3 separate regions of the Mus musculus genome follow, and all the other regions are linked to region 3. A link is a contact called in public capture Hi-C and promoter capture Hi-C data. All regions are on one chromosome and are shown on one strand. The core of a region is the stretch at or near the end of the contact, and the rest is flanking DNA. Distances in the headings are between cores, read along the strand shown.

The links. Promoter capture Hi-C pulls out the DNA fragments that hold promoters and counts their contacts. Capture Hi-C pulls out chosen DNA fragments and counts their contacts.
Region 1: a contact with region 3 is called in a promoter capture Hi-C map of cranial neural crest. The contact joins the promoter of Tecr here to the promoter of Klf2 in region 3.
Region 2: a contact with region 3 is called in a capture Hi-C map of intestinal organoids, with 17 read pairs. The contact joins the promoter of Asf1b here to the promoter of Klf2 in region 3. A contact is called at or near these places in 2 of 39 promoter capture datasets (cranial neural crest and frontonasal cranial neural crest) and 1 of 9 other capture datasets (intestinal organoids).

Annotation. Positions count from the first base shown.
Region 1 is chr8:83,591,883-83,596,363 of GRCm38.p6, reverse strand. It overlaps Tecr (trans-2,3-enoyl-CoA reductase), which reads left to right and starts at 1,873. Exons shown (of 13, transcript NM_134118.5): 1 at 1,873-2,024. The coding sequence starts at 2,010. All of the region lies in intron 2 of D830024N08Rik (a long non-coding RNA gene), which reads right to left.
Region 2 is chr8:83,953,680-83,958,723 of GRCm38.p6, reverse strand. It overlaps Asf1b (anti-silencing function 1B histone chaperone), which reads right to left and starts at 3,030. Exons shown (of 4, transcript NM_024184.2): 1 at 2,787-3,030. The coding sequence starts at 2,895. It overlaps Gm10644 (predicted gene 10644), which reads left to right and starts at 3,391. Exons shown (of 5, transcript NR_169070.1): 1 at 3,391-3,621.
Region 3 is chr8:72,316,942-72,321,406 of GRCm38.p6, reverse strand. It overlaps Klf2 (Kruppel-like factor 2 (lung)), which reads right to left and starts at 2,345. Exons shown (of 3, transcript NM_008452.2): 1 at 2,258-2,345; 2 at 1,165-1,981; 3 at 1-663. The coding sequence starts at 2,329. The coding sequence ends at 488.

The DNA of each region.
Region 1 (4,481 bases), core at 624-3,123, about 11 Mb before region 3:
GCAGGAGTCACTTGCCAGAAGCCACCAGTCCTGGTCCCCAGAACAGTAAAAGAGGGTTAGTGACCAGAGGGCATTCTCCTCTGCTCTGCGCCCCACATCGGTACCTGAGTGTCAGGGTGGAACCCTGACAGTTCACAATTTCAGTTTTCTTTACAGCAAAATAGTATTGCACAGAGTATATGTACCACACTGCCATTAGCCAGCCGTCGATCAGAGAATGTTTACGTACGTTGTATTTCCTAGCTACTGTGTATGGCAGCCAACATGGCTGAGCAAGTATCTGTGGAGTGAGAAGTCCTTTGGTCATATGCCAAGGAGCAGTATAGCTGGATTATATGGTTTATTTTTTTGGCTTTTTGAGAATTCTCAAACTTATTTCCATAGTGGCTACACCAGTTTGCAATCCTCCCAGCAGTGAACAAGGGGTTACCTTTCCCTACACGCCCTCTAGAATTTGTTAATGGTTGTTTTATTGGTTTTATCCATTCTGACAGAGATGAGATGAAGCCTCAAAGTTTAATTTCTGTTTCTCTAACTCTAAAGAATGATGAATACTTTGAGATATATGTTAGCCATTTGTATTTCTTCTACTGAAAACGTCTGTTCTGATCCACAGCCCCTCCCCCCTTTTTCTGGCAAGAAAGTCTACAATTTTATTGGGCCTGTTATATAATATTATTAAACTAACCCTAAATGCCATGTCTGAACATTTATTCCTGCAGTATATACATATATATATTCAGGCTGCAGACTACAGCAAGCAGAATCTGGCTGCACTAGGCTTTTAACATTTTATATTTACTTATGAGAGTGTGTGTATATGTGTGCTTGCACATGTGCCATGGTGTCTCTGTTCCGGCCTTACATTATGTGGGTCCCTGGGATTGAATTGAGCCCATTAGGTAGGATACCAAATGCCTTCATTTGTAATGTCTTTTTTTTTTTAAGATTTATTTATTCTATATATATGAGTACACACTGTAGTTGTACAGATGGTTGTGAACCTTAATGTGATTGTTGGGAATTGAATTTAGGACCTCTACACCTCTGCTTGCTCTGGCCAACCCCACTTGCTCCGGTCCAAAGATTTATTTATTAAAATAAGTTCACTGTAGCTGTCTTCAAACGCACCAGAAGAGGGCATCAGATCTCATTATGGGTGGTTGTGAGCCACCATGTGGTTGTTGGGATTTGAACTCAGTACCTTTGGAAGAGTAGTTGGTGCTCTTACCCACTGAGCCATCTCACCAGCCCCTGTAATGTCGTCTTTCTCTGCACTGTTCTCTGATGTCCTGTATTTTTAGACTGGCAGCACCTGTCATTTTTTTCCTGTATATTTCAAGGGCTCAGTAGCTACATGTGGCCAGTAGTAACCAAACTGTACACGATAACGCAGGCAGAGACAAAGGTGGTTTTGCTTCTAGGGCCAGCTCAACTGACAGGAGCTGTTTTAGGAGGGGCACCTGTAGAATGCGGTGCAGGTTTTCTTTTCCTTTCTCCATTCGTGATATCTGGAGTCCTTTCAAGGGTCCTGGTGATGGATGATAATCTGAGGTCTCATCTCTTAGATGAGCTTCTCTACATCTACGAATTCACCCCAAGCCTGGCTCTCCGGGCCACGCAGCTCTTTGTTCTCGTTTTGCCGCATTGACCCCTCAGCCTGACGTCGCTGGATTTCCACCGCAACACTGCAATGGGCGGAGCCAGAGGGCGCGCGGCGCCCAGGCTTCCTTTTGATTGGTGGGTGGCCGGGTTTTAATCTTGCTTGCCAAAGTGGGGGGGAGGGGGTCCGCTGCGCTCCTTGGATCGAGAAATCTGATTGGTCAGTTGTGTGGCGCGAGCAGTGGGTGCACCCCACGCTGATTGGCAGGAGGGACGCACGCATAGAGGGGGGCGGAGCCGGAGTCCGGGAGTGCTGCTCCCCGAGTGTGTGTGGAGCTGGGTGGTGTTTGGTGCGGTACGGCGGCCACTCAGTTGCAGCAGAGCAGGTGCCATCCTGTGGAAGAACCATGAAGCACTACGAGGTAAGCAGCGCGGGGCCCTGGGCCATGATTACCGCAGACCGCAAGTGTCCTGCAGGGCCTCGGAACCTTTTTTTATGGTCTGACTCTCCGCCATGGCGCAGGCGCAGTGTAGTCTCATTGCGCATGTGCAGGGGGGTATTTATAAACCTGCCACCCAGGTTGTTTGGGGATGCCTTTTCTTAGGGTCTTGCAGGGCCTAGGAGAAGCTTGCAGCTTCCTTGCAGCATCCTTGATGGCCTGAGTGGCAGGTGTTCAGGAGGAGTGCGGTGCGGAGCACTTGGTTTTGGTACGAACGATTCTCTTGCACAATCCTTGCACGTTGTCAGCGCCTCGGGCTCAGGAGGGGCTCTGCAGCCAGCCTGCCTCTTCCGACCTTCGCACCCACCTCGCCAAGATGCCTGGGCGGCGAGGGAGTTGGTTCCAGGGTCACGCCAGCCCGTGACCGCCAGGGAAGAAATCTGAATGCGCAAGACCATTCTGGAAGCTCATGTCTTCTGACTGTATCTTGGGTCACCTTTCCTCTTAAAACCAAATCTTCTAATGCTCTTCTCGACCTGATGATACTAATTTCGTTGTTGCTGACTTTTAAGTAATCATCATAAAACAGTAACTCACTGCTCACATTCATAGTAAGAATACATTAGTCAGGGCTAACTACCGTATTACTGAGGTTTTGTTATGTCCTCAGACTCATAGTCCTCTGCGGAGGGATTTGTAGTTTGTTACTATGTAGGTGAAAGTCAGAGATGTCCAGTGAGTTGTTGGAAGGTCCCTGCTAGTAATTGCAGAACAGAAAGGAAATGCAGATTTCTTTTCAAAGGCATAGTTTCTAACCACTAGCAGTGCGGTTCCGGGTAAATGAAAGCTGCCAAGCTGAGAGTTGTGTGTATTTCTCCCCTCAGATCTTAAATTTGTGATGAATTTAGTCAACCTCAGCCTAGCCTTAGGTTAGGGTTTTTTTTGTTTTTTTTTTTTTTCCCCTTCCCTGCCTGCTCCCTCAGTTTGTAGTGCTAGGCTTAGAACTCAGGGCTTTTCTCCTGCTAGGCAAGTACTCTAAACTCTCTTTGATCTTGTAAAACTGAAGCTGTACAGCAGTGTACAGTATCTCCCCATTCCCTCCTCCCCCAGCCCCTGGCAACCACCACTTGTCTCTGGAAATTGGCATACTTCAGGAACCTCCAATACATAGGAAATAATCCTATTTTTTTTTATCACAAGTTGAATACTAATATTGCTATTCATCTTCTGTATCATGATTATTGTTGGTAGTTTTCCCAGGGCCTGTGAAATGAATCTTGAAATCCCCAGTCTTTTTTCTTTTTTTTTTTTTAACATGATGCCAGAGGACCAGAGATGGGAGTCTGCAATCCTTACGCCCCATCAACTCTGTGCTTTCAAAAGGAGGTTTGTTCCCTGGGGTGTTTTTCCTTTCCCACCCCCTCTCTTGCTCTGGGGGAAAAGCCATGTTCAGTTTGAGAAGTACAGGCGGATGATGGAGTTTGCAGCCAATCATTTTAATTTGCTAGTAGAAAATCAGGCCAGGTAGGCTTCTGAGACTTGGGGCGGGTGCTTTGTTTCAAGGAGTGTGAACACAGCCTGAGGCTCACAGTTTGGCCTGGAAAACTTGATCTGGTTTATTTCAGAGCCTGATTTCTCCCAGTGCCTCGATGGGCTGATGGTAGTTCCTCCGGCAGAGCAGTTGTATGCACAAGTGTGCACACACGCGGCTCGGAGGCTCTGGGTTCCACAGCAGCACAAAGGCAGGGAAGAACCAAACTGGGGAATAGGGGTGGAGCTCATTTGGTAGAGCACTTTCCTAACCTGGGTCGGATCCCTGGCCCTGAGGAAAACCCGGCAAGCAAGCTGGTACACGCCTGTAGTTCCAGGTCTTGGGACATGGAGGCAGAAGGATGCAAGGTTATCTTCAACTACATAGTGAGTTTGATGCCAACTGGGGCTAGAGATCCTGTCTCAAAAATGCAAACCAAATGAAATAGACAAAAATAAATAAATAAATAAATAAATAAAAACAAAGTTTGAGGGGCCTGGAGAGAACACCACAGGAAGACCAACAGAACCAAGTAACCTGGACCCTTGGGGTCTCCCAGAGACCGAACCACCCACGAAAGAGCAAACAAAGGCTGGACCTGGGCCCTCCACACATACGTAGCAGATGTGCAGCTTGGTCTTCATAGACAACTGGAGCAGGGACAGAGTTCCTGACTGATGCCTGCCTGTGGATCCTGTGTCCCTAACTGGGCTGCCTTGTCTGGCCTCAGTGGAGAGAATGCGCTTGGTCCTGCAGTGACTTGATGTTCCAGAGTGGGTTGGTAACCAGGGGGGCTTCTCTTTTATCAGAGGAGAAGGGGAGGGGGTGGGGGAAGCTATGTGAGGGGGGCCGGGAGGAGAAAGGGGGCTGTAATGAGTATGTGACATGAATAAATAAATAGATAAATA
Region 2 (5,044 bases), core at 1,781-4,280, about 12 Mb before region 3:
TGAGATGGGTCAGTGGGTAAGAGCACCCGACTGCTCTTCCGAAGGTCCGGAGTTCAAATCCCAGCAACCACATGGTGGCTCACAACCACCTGTAACAAGATCTGACACCCTCTTCTGGAGTGTCTGAAGACAGCTACAATGTACTTACATATAATAAATAAATAAACCTTTAAAAAAAAAAAAAAAAAAAAAAAAAAAAAAAGAACCTGAATTCAGGGTACTGGAGAGATAGTTCAAGGCTAGAATCCAGTATTGACCTTTAAGATCCAGGTTTGACTCCCAACACCCATGTCGGGAATCTCAAATCAGCTATAGAGGATCAGTTGTCTCTGCCTTCCAGGGGCTCCCATGCATATGCCACCGCCAACATAGACACAAAAATAAAAAAGAAAGGAATGAGGTCACATGTGGAGGTGTACACTTTGAATCCCAGCACTGGGGAGGCAGAGACAAGCAGATCTTTGACTTCAAGGCCCTCCTAGTCTACAGAGTAAGTTCTAGATCAGCCAGAACTATATAGTGAGACCCTGTTTCAAAGAACAAAAAGAAAAGGAAAGAAAACCCCATTACTGAAGAGAATAAGATGGTGGATCCCTGGCTTACTAGACAGCCAGACTACCAGTATTGTAGCTCCAGGCTTTACAGAGACACTGTCTTTTAAGTAGGACAAGGCTAGAGAGACAGCCCATGGTTAAGAGCATTGGCTGCTCTTCTAGAGGCCAGGTAAGATTCCTAACACCTCCATGGAGACTCACAAGCCTGTAACTCAAGTTCTAGAATACCCAACTCCTTCTGAACTATGTGGCTATCAGGCACTCAAGTGGTGGCATAAATACATGTAGACAAAACATACACACAAAAAATAAAATAAAATAAAAATAAAAAGGTGGCCAGGCAGTGGTGGCGCACACCTTTAATCCCAGCACTTGGGAGGCAGAGACAGGCGGATTTCTGAGTTCGAGGCCAGCCTGGTCTACAAAGTGAGTCCCAGGACAGCCAAGACTATACAGAGAAACCCTGTCTGGAAAAAACAAAAAACAAAAAACAAAACAAAACAAAACAAAAAAAGGTGGACAGCAATTGAGAAAGACCACTTGCAGTTTCTCTGGCCCACACCCACAAATTAAACTAAAAAAAAAAATAAATAAATAAAAACAATCTGGACTCAGAACTCAGAGACAAACTTCAATGATAATGCTTCTACTACTATCTGGCTGACTTGGAAAAATCACCCTGCTCCTATTAAAACATGACCAACAGGCTGACTCTAGCCTCGCTGTTCTGGTTCTATAAATAAGGAATAAAAGTAATACTAGGCAATGACCATGCAACCATTTTTAAATGCAAGGAGCACAAACAGACTGATTGAAACCTGATCTCTCAGCATCTGGGAACTGTGAATCCCTTAATCTATCAGCTCCTTATATCTCCTCTTGGCTTCCAAATAAATCGTATTCCACACTGTTACTCTACCTTTTATTTATTTATTTACACCCTGCCTTGTTCCAGTAAGGATTTAACCCAGCTTATTCTATAGTTAGTCATAAGTAGATTCATTTAAACTTAAGGGGTAAGAAACTAGGGAGAGGCTGAGCCACTGACCCACCCCAAGCACACACATAGCAGCTCCAAGTGAACAGGAGTGGCTGGCCTTAACTGAATACCACCAACAGCCACCAAGAGGCACTAGTTGCCACAGCCTAGGCTCTCAGAGCTCCACCTCCTCAGCTGCTACATCCTTTCAACACTCAGTAGAGAAATGGTCTCGTGGAGTGTTGAAAGCAGGTCCTCTGAAAACAGGACTTGCCTTTTGCTGGGGAGCTGAGAATCCAAAGTGACTTCACAGTTTACATGTTCATGGATTTATTTGAAAGTCTTTTGCTCTTTATGGCTCTTGTTCTCTCATCTGTGTGATGAGAGCCATGTCCACCTTTATGTCCCACAGATGAATTAAGTCATTCTGTGAAAGATCCACAAAAGCCCGTGGCCTCCCAGTTGATGGAAGTTGGATCCCATCCCTGTTTGGTCAGTCCACCCACTCCCCAGACAAGGTCAGCCCATCAAAAGGGATGAGGGGTTCCTTGCACTGAGTTAGCTGGCAGCTAGTAGAAATCTCAGAAACTGGAAGAGGCCTGCCTGGCTGTGGCACCCCTCACCTCAGGACATTCACCCAGACCAGGAGCTGGGGAGACCAAGTTACCTACAAAGCCTGGAGTCAGAAGCCCCCATCTCTCCTCAGAGGGAGCTCAGACATAGGATCTGGGACTAACCTAAAGGAAGAAGGCTTATAGGCAACACCATGTTGTTACGGTTGGCAAGCAGGAGTTGTGGGGGACAAATCTGGAGTTGTCTGGGGAGGGGGTTTTTGGGAGCCATGGGGTGAAGAAGGTCTTGACATGGGCGGACAGGGCAACAGAAGAGTCTGGCTGCTTTGTAGGAAAAGATACCCACAAGGAAAAGGGGGGGGGACGGGACTGGAGGTTGGGATTCCATAGGACACGTGGATGGTTTCTTAGGAGGAAGGGCATCAACGCGGGGTCTAGCCATAGGGAAAAGGCGTGGCTGCGGGTCTCCAGGGAAAGCGTACAAGGACAAGCGGTGCAAGACGAAGGGTGACGAGGCCTCCACCAGACAATGTACACTGGACAGAGCCGGCTCCACCGAGAGACCGGAGCTGGGCCATGGAGGCGTATCTAATGGGAGATCTAGTTGGCCCCGGGAGATTGGGGGTGGCGAAACCCCGAGGGCAGGAGGGTCTGGGGTCCCCGGCTCAGGCCCGGCCTCACCGTCAGACAGGGCCTCACTGCATTCGAAGCTGATCTCGAACCGGAAGGGGCTGTGGAAAGGGCTCGGGTTCTCCAGCACAGCCACATTCAGCACCGACACCTTGGCCATCACCGCGCCCGGGAGCCGCAGCTGCTGTGGAGACTTCTTCACAGTGACTTGCGACAGAGAAGAAGGGGGGGACGACAGGACGGAAACCTCCCTGCGTCTCCCAACTCTTCCCTCTGAAGCGCTCCTCCGCTCAGCGCGCTCCCTTCAAATAGCCGGCTCCGCCTTCCAGCCAATCGCCGCTAAGGACCGATGACGGCGCGAGCCATCAGCCAATCTCGAGGCGTCTTCAGGCGCGCGCCTGGACCCTCAGACCAATCAGAGAAGCTCCCTCTTCACGGGCCCCAGGAGGCGGAACGTTAATCTCTTAGCTTCGTAAAGGTCTATCGGGAACCAATCCCTGGAGTCTCCGACTGGAATAGCTCGCTCCGGGGTGGGCGGAGTTAGAGCGCGGAACTTCTCTTGTCCAATCCCAAGGGTTACCGCACCGGCATCCCCCGCCCCTCGTTCCGCTTTTCCGGTAGACGCACCTCACAGAGAGCAGCGCCACCAACGGCCGAACGGTGGCGCGCGACTCTCACTAAAACGCGCTGAGAAGACGGCACTCGCACTCGCAGTGATTGAGTATCGATCGTGGGCGTGGCCGTAAGCGGGTTTCTGAGACGTGATTGGCTATTATGGTGGGCGTGAGGAACGCCGGGCTGGAGAGCTGTGGAAATCGCACACCCTCACAGTGAAAAGCTTTAAGGAGGAGAGAGTGGCCTGGGCGGTTTAGGCGGCTGTCAGCAGGTGAGCGTTTCTGGGGACTACCCTGAGGGGTTCCTACCTTTGAAAATCATGGTCGAGGAGACTGTCGAGAAGGTTTAGATCACCCCTGAGACAAGATGGCGTAGCGATGAGAGGGGATACAGGATCGAGTCTCAGTCCGAAGGGAGTTCTGGTTCGTGGACAGACCAGGGTTTGAATCCTGCCTCTGCACTCTGTCTTTCAGCCCGGGCTCGGTGACGCACGCTTTTTATCCCAGCACACGGGAGGCAGAGGCAGGTGGACCTGTGAGTTCGAGGCCAGCCTGGTCTGCAGAGCAAGTTCTAGGACAGCCAGGGCTACACAGAGAAACCCTGATCCAAAACCAAACCAGTTAACTGCCGCTGTCTGTGAAACTTACCTTTTCTCCTTACTTTCTGGTTCTTTATACCCTGTCATAGCTTCTTACACAACCTTTACCAATCACATCTTTTAAAGGTTAAAACAAAATGGAAAGGTAGATGCGTGCCATTAATCTCAGGACTCAGAGGTAGGCAGACTTCTGTGGGCCAGCCTGATCTACACAGTGAGTTTGGGGAAGTAAGTAAATTAGTTTTCATACTTGGCCAATGCAAAAAGGCCAAGAAGCAATGAATATGATTTTTAATAGACACTTAACTAAATAGGACAAAAATAATCATTTCAAATATGACCATTCTAAAAACACCAATGAGCTATCCTGCACCTTTTTACTCATTGAGAAGTCTTTGGGATCCTGTATGTGTTTCACATTTCAAACAGGTCTGTAACCTAGCATGGGACTGTCCACTTTTATTTGAAAGAGGTATCTGACCTTTTATATTTCACAAAATTTATAGTTGAAAATGTAAGGGGCTGGTGAGATGGCTCAGCAGGTAAGAGCACCCGACTGCTCTTCTGAAGGTCCTGAGTTCAAATCCCAGCAACCACATGGTGGCTTACAACCATCTGTAACAAGATCTGACTCCCTCTTCTGGTGTGTCTGAAGACAGCTACAGTGTACTTACATATAATAAATAAATAAATATTAAAAAAAAAAAGAAAATGTAAGCCAGTAATTTCAGCACTTAGGAGGCAGGTTAGGAGTTCAAGGCCATTCTTGTGAGATGAGGAATTTGAGGGCTAGAGAAGTGGTTCAGTGCTTTAAGAGTATACTGCTCTTGCAGAGGACCTGACTTCCAACCCGCTCTAGCTTCAAAGGATCTGATACCGTCCTCTGGTCTCTGTAAGCATCTGCACTCATATTGTTTAAGTATATAATATTTAAGAATATATATTCTTAGCTGGGCGTGGTGGTGCACGCCTTTAATCCCAGCACTCGGGAGGCAGAGGCAGGCAGATTTCTGAGTTCGAGGCCAGCCTGGTCTACAAAGTGAGTTCCAGGACAGCCAAGGCTATACAGAGAAACCCTGTCTCGAAAAACCAAAAA
Region 3 (4,465 bases), core at 1,096-3,595:
ACTGCTCCCTGTCCCCTCAGGACCTACCCTATCCCCAGCCACACCACTACCGTGATTCCTCCAAAGATCCAAAACTTTAATTAAAAAAAAGTCGTATAAAAACGAAGCAGGCGGCAGAGATGCCATCGTCTCCCTTATAGAAATACAATCGGTCATAGTCTTATATACAATATTATAAAAACGTTGGGGACAGTAAACTCAAAGGCATTTCTCACAAGGCATCTAGCCTCGATCCTCTAGTGGGGACCCGAGGGAAATAAGTCAATTATTGCACCATTTTGAAAACATTCTTCACAGACTCCTGTCTTCTTTCCTGGGGCCTTCAGTCACTGTGGGGGCCAGAACTGGTGGCAGAGTCATTTTCCTGTGGCCACACTTGTCCGGCTCTGTCCTAAGGTCCAATAAATAGCAGTCTGTTTGCAAGGGGACCGTGCCCCGCGCGTGGAACCTGCCACAGTCGCGCATGGGCTAGCCGAGTCGACCCAGGCTACATGTGTCGCTTCATGTGCAAGGCCAGGTGGTCGGACCTGGAGAAGGCCCGGTCGCACAAGTGGCACTGAAAGGGTCTGTGACCTGTGTGCTTTCGGTAGTGGCGGGTAAGCTCGTCAGAGCGCGCGAACTTCCAGCCGCATCCTTCCCAGTTGCAATGATAAGGCTTCTCACCTGCATCAGAGAGGAATGACATTGAGCCTCAATTTCCCCGAAAGCCTGCTCTGGGCACCCTGCACCGGATAGCACTGCCCTCTCCCTCTCATCTCCATCCCACATCTAATCTAAACAGAGAACCTTGGGCTCCTGAAGCTGACCACTAGCAGGCTCAGGTGCATTCCTCCCCTAACATTCTGAGATTAGGTCTGAATTCCTGATTCTTCTGCTCAGTACTGAGATGACAGGCTCAGGCCACCATGCCAAACTTTATATGCAGTGCTAAGCCCCAGCCCAGCCCTCCACAGCTTCTTAATTATGTCCCGAATTCTTGAGACCTGAGTCCCTCGGAGCCAACCCATTAAACTGCCACACCCCCTTGGCAGTGTCATAGACTCTGGGGACAGTATCCATTTCCCTTCTGGAGGATGGACAGGGTCTTCCTCTGTAACCTAGCCTGTTCCTGAACTCGCGGCCATCCCCCTGCCGCAGATCCCGGGAATGAGGCCAGGCGCCCACCTGTGTGTGTACGCAGATGCGCCTTTAGGTGCGAGCTCTTGGTGTAGGTCTTGCCGCAGTTGGTGTAGCTGCAAGTATGTGTGGCGGCGCGCTTGCGGGGCCAGGAGCGGCGGCCGCGTTTGGGCTTGGCCTCCAGCAGCTCCAGCGGGGACGAGGGCGGCGTGAGGAGACCGCGCGTGGCAGGTGGAGCCAAGCCCAGCGCCGCCGCCGCTGCCGCCGCGTCCTCGAAAAGACCGAAGGCGCCAGGCGCGGGAGGCCCGTAGTGCAACGCGGGGCCGGGACCGCCGAAGCTGGGGCCGGGACCGAAGGGCGGCGGGAACGGGTTGCGGGGACCGGACGCCGGGATGCGCAGGGGGCCGTCGGGGCTGAGCGGCGGCGTGTCCGGGGGCGGCGGGGGGCGGCCGGCGGGACCCCGCATGCATGCACCTGTCGCTCCTGGGGCGCCCTCGAGCTTCAGCCCGCGCGGTCCGTGGGCCAGGCCCGGAGCGCAGCCGTAGCCGCCGCCGTCCACCTCGGGGGGCTCGGCCTTCACTAGCCGCCCGGGAGGCGCGAGGAGGAAGCGGCCGTGCAGAGCCGGCCCCTGAGGCGGGTCCAGGTCGGGGCGCAGCAGCTCTGTTCCCAGGCTGGCCGCGGGGATGCTGTAGGGCGGCGGAGCACCCGGCTCCGGGTAGTAGAAGGCAGGCGGCGGGGGCTGCGGCGGGGGCTCGGGAGGATTTTCGGCGCCCAGACCGTCCAATCCCATGGAGAGGATGAAGTCCAACACGTTGTTTAGGTCCTCATCCGTGCCGCCCGCCTCGGGTTCATTTCGCGGCCAGCGCTGCAGGAGACAGGGCGCGGGACGTGAGTGGGGGTGCCTCCTGCTACCCTGCACCCCAAAGTCTAACAACTAGGCCCTCAAGATCTGCACCCGGTGCACGGCATCCCTTCAGCGCGCGTGTCCTCAGTCCCTGCACCCACCTCCTGTCCCACAGCCTGAAGTCTAACTCCCTGAGGCGGTCAGCACCCTGGACCTTGTCATCTCCAGTACTGGCTCCTGCACCCTGTAGCCTGGTACCTTGCTACCCCGCCGCCCGCGGACCCTCGCTGCCCTCACCTCCTGGAGGCCGCGCTCGCACGGGCTGGCGAAAGTGGCAAAGGACGGCAAGATAGGCTCGCTGAGCGCCATGGCAGGGACTGTGTGTGCTGTGGCCCGGCCCACCCAGGCCTTATAGGCGCGGCAGGCACAGAGGGCCGGGCTAGGAGGCGTCGACGGAAACGCGTCCCGGATGGGGACGAGCTCCGGGCTCAGCCTAAATTTAGCCGCGGTATATAAGCCTGGCGGTGGTGGCTGTGGCGGCTACTGCGGGAGCCCGGACTGCGCTCCTCAAGCCCCGCCCCCGCGGCCGGGCCCCGCCCCCGACCGTCCCTATGGCGACGGCGTCAACAAACCAGGCACAACAGCATAGTTAGCGCGCGCGGGGGGCGGGGGAGGGGGTGGCACCTGGGACTCCGCGGGGAACACGGGTGACGAGGCTTTCCCGGTATCTCCCCAGCCTCAAGCCCCTGGAAACCTGGACCGATGCATGGGGAGTCTGGGGTCACAGTGCTCACCCAGGGAACGCTCTGTGAAATCTTTGTTTAAGCTACCTTGGAAGCTAAGACAAGAAGGATGAAGTTTGGGGCCTGCCTAGAAGGGAGTTGAGGCCAGCCTGGAGCATCGTAGCCCCCTTAATACACACACACACACACACACACACACACACACACACAGAGGGAGAGAGATAGACACAGAGAGAGAAAGAGAGAGAGAGGGAGAGAGAGAGAGAGAGAGAGAGAGAGAGAGATGGGAGGGAGGGAGGGAGGGAGGGAGGGAGGGAGGGAGGGAGGGAGGGAGGGAGGGAGGGAGGGAGGGAGGGAGGGAGGGAAGGAGACACACACACACACACAGAGGCAGACACCATGGCATGGTGGTATATGCTTGTCTTCAGAACATTTAGGAGGTTGAAAGCATTAGGTTCAAGGCCCCTTTGGCTACAAGAGACCGTGTCTTAAAAAAGAAGCAAACACTAGAGGCAGGCATGATGGCTTAGTGTCTGCTTACAAGCCTCATCCAAGGAGCTCAGTTCCCAAAAGGGGGAGAGAATCCGTTCCCATAAGTTGTCCTTAGACCTCACAGTGCACTGGCGCACGTGCAAATACACAATAGCATGTAATAATTACAATTTACACTAGATACATAAATACAGTACTGAGTCTCTGGGACCTTTCACCTCCCACAAACATACACCTCACATAAATCCTTCTAGTGCAGGGAAGAGCTGTTGTCTGACTGTCAAGACTTGCAAGGGATACTCAGTGGGGGATGGGCACATCAAATAAATATGCATAATACCCAAGGGGCCTAAACAGAAAAAAAAAAGGAACAGTGGAAGAGGAGGAAGTATGTGGTGAGCCTGGGGAAGGACATTGGTGCAATTTTGACCTTAACCCCGGAGGCAAACATTGAGGTAAGCTCTGGAGAAAGCAAGAGGGTAATAGAGAGAGGGAGGGCATTGAAGCTGTGACCTGAAACCAGGAGGCTGAGGGGTGCAGTCAAGCTTGTGTAGTTGGGTGCAGTGATTCCAGCAGGAATAGGGGGTGGCAGATTCCACACCCAGCCCCTTGTCCACTTCTGTGACTTTGGAGCAGAAACATTGGCGAACTACAGACACTGGTCTGTAACATCAGCCCCAACTGTCCACAGGTCCTTTCCACAAAACATCAAAGTAGAGAGATCACACACTCATGGAGGCAGAATGTGAGGCTGAAACACTGGCTTGGTTAAGGAAGATCTAACAAGTCCTCTAGGACCGGGGACCCACCTCAGCCTGTCACCACAGAGCGGGGAATACCATGTGTGTTTCACATGGAGCAAAAGTGAGCCATGTGGTGTATTCAGATCTGAACAACACCCTGAGTGTGTGTGTCTCAGTTTCCCGTTACTAAGGAACAAATGATAAGATTTGGGTCATTTCCCAACGTTAAGGATTCTGGAGGAGGGAGTTCTGTTTTTATTTGCAGTGTGTGTGTAATAGGTTTTTCTTATATCTTATAGTCTTTTCTTATATAGTCCAGGATGGCCATCTTCCTGCCTCTGCCTCCAAAGTGCTGGTATAACAGGCCACACCTGCCGGGCGTGTTGGCGCACGCCTTTAATCGCAGCACTTGGGAGGCAGAGGCAGGTGGATTTCTGAGTTCGAGGCCAGCCTGGTCTACAAAGTAAATTCCTGGACAGCCAGGGCTACACAAGAAACCCTGTCTCAAAAAAAACAAAAAAACAAAA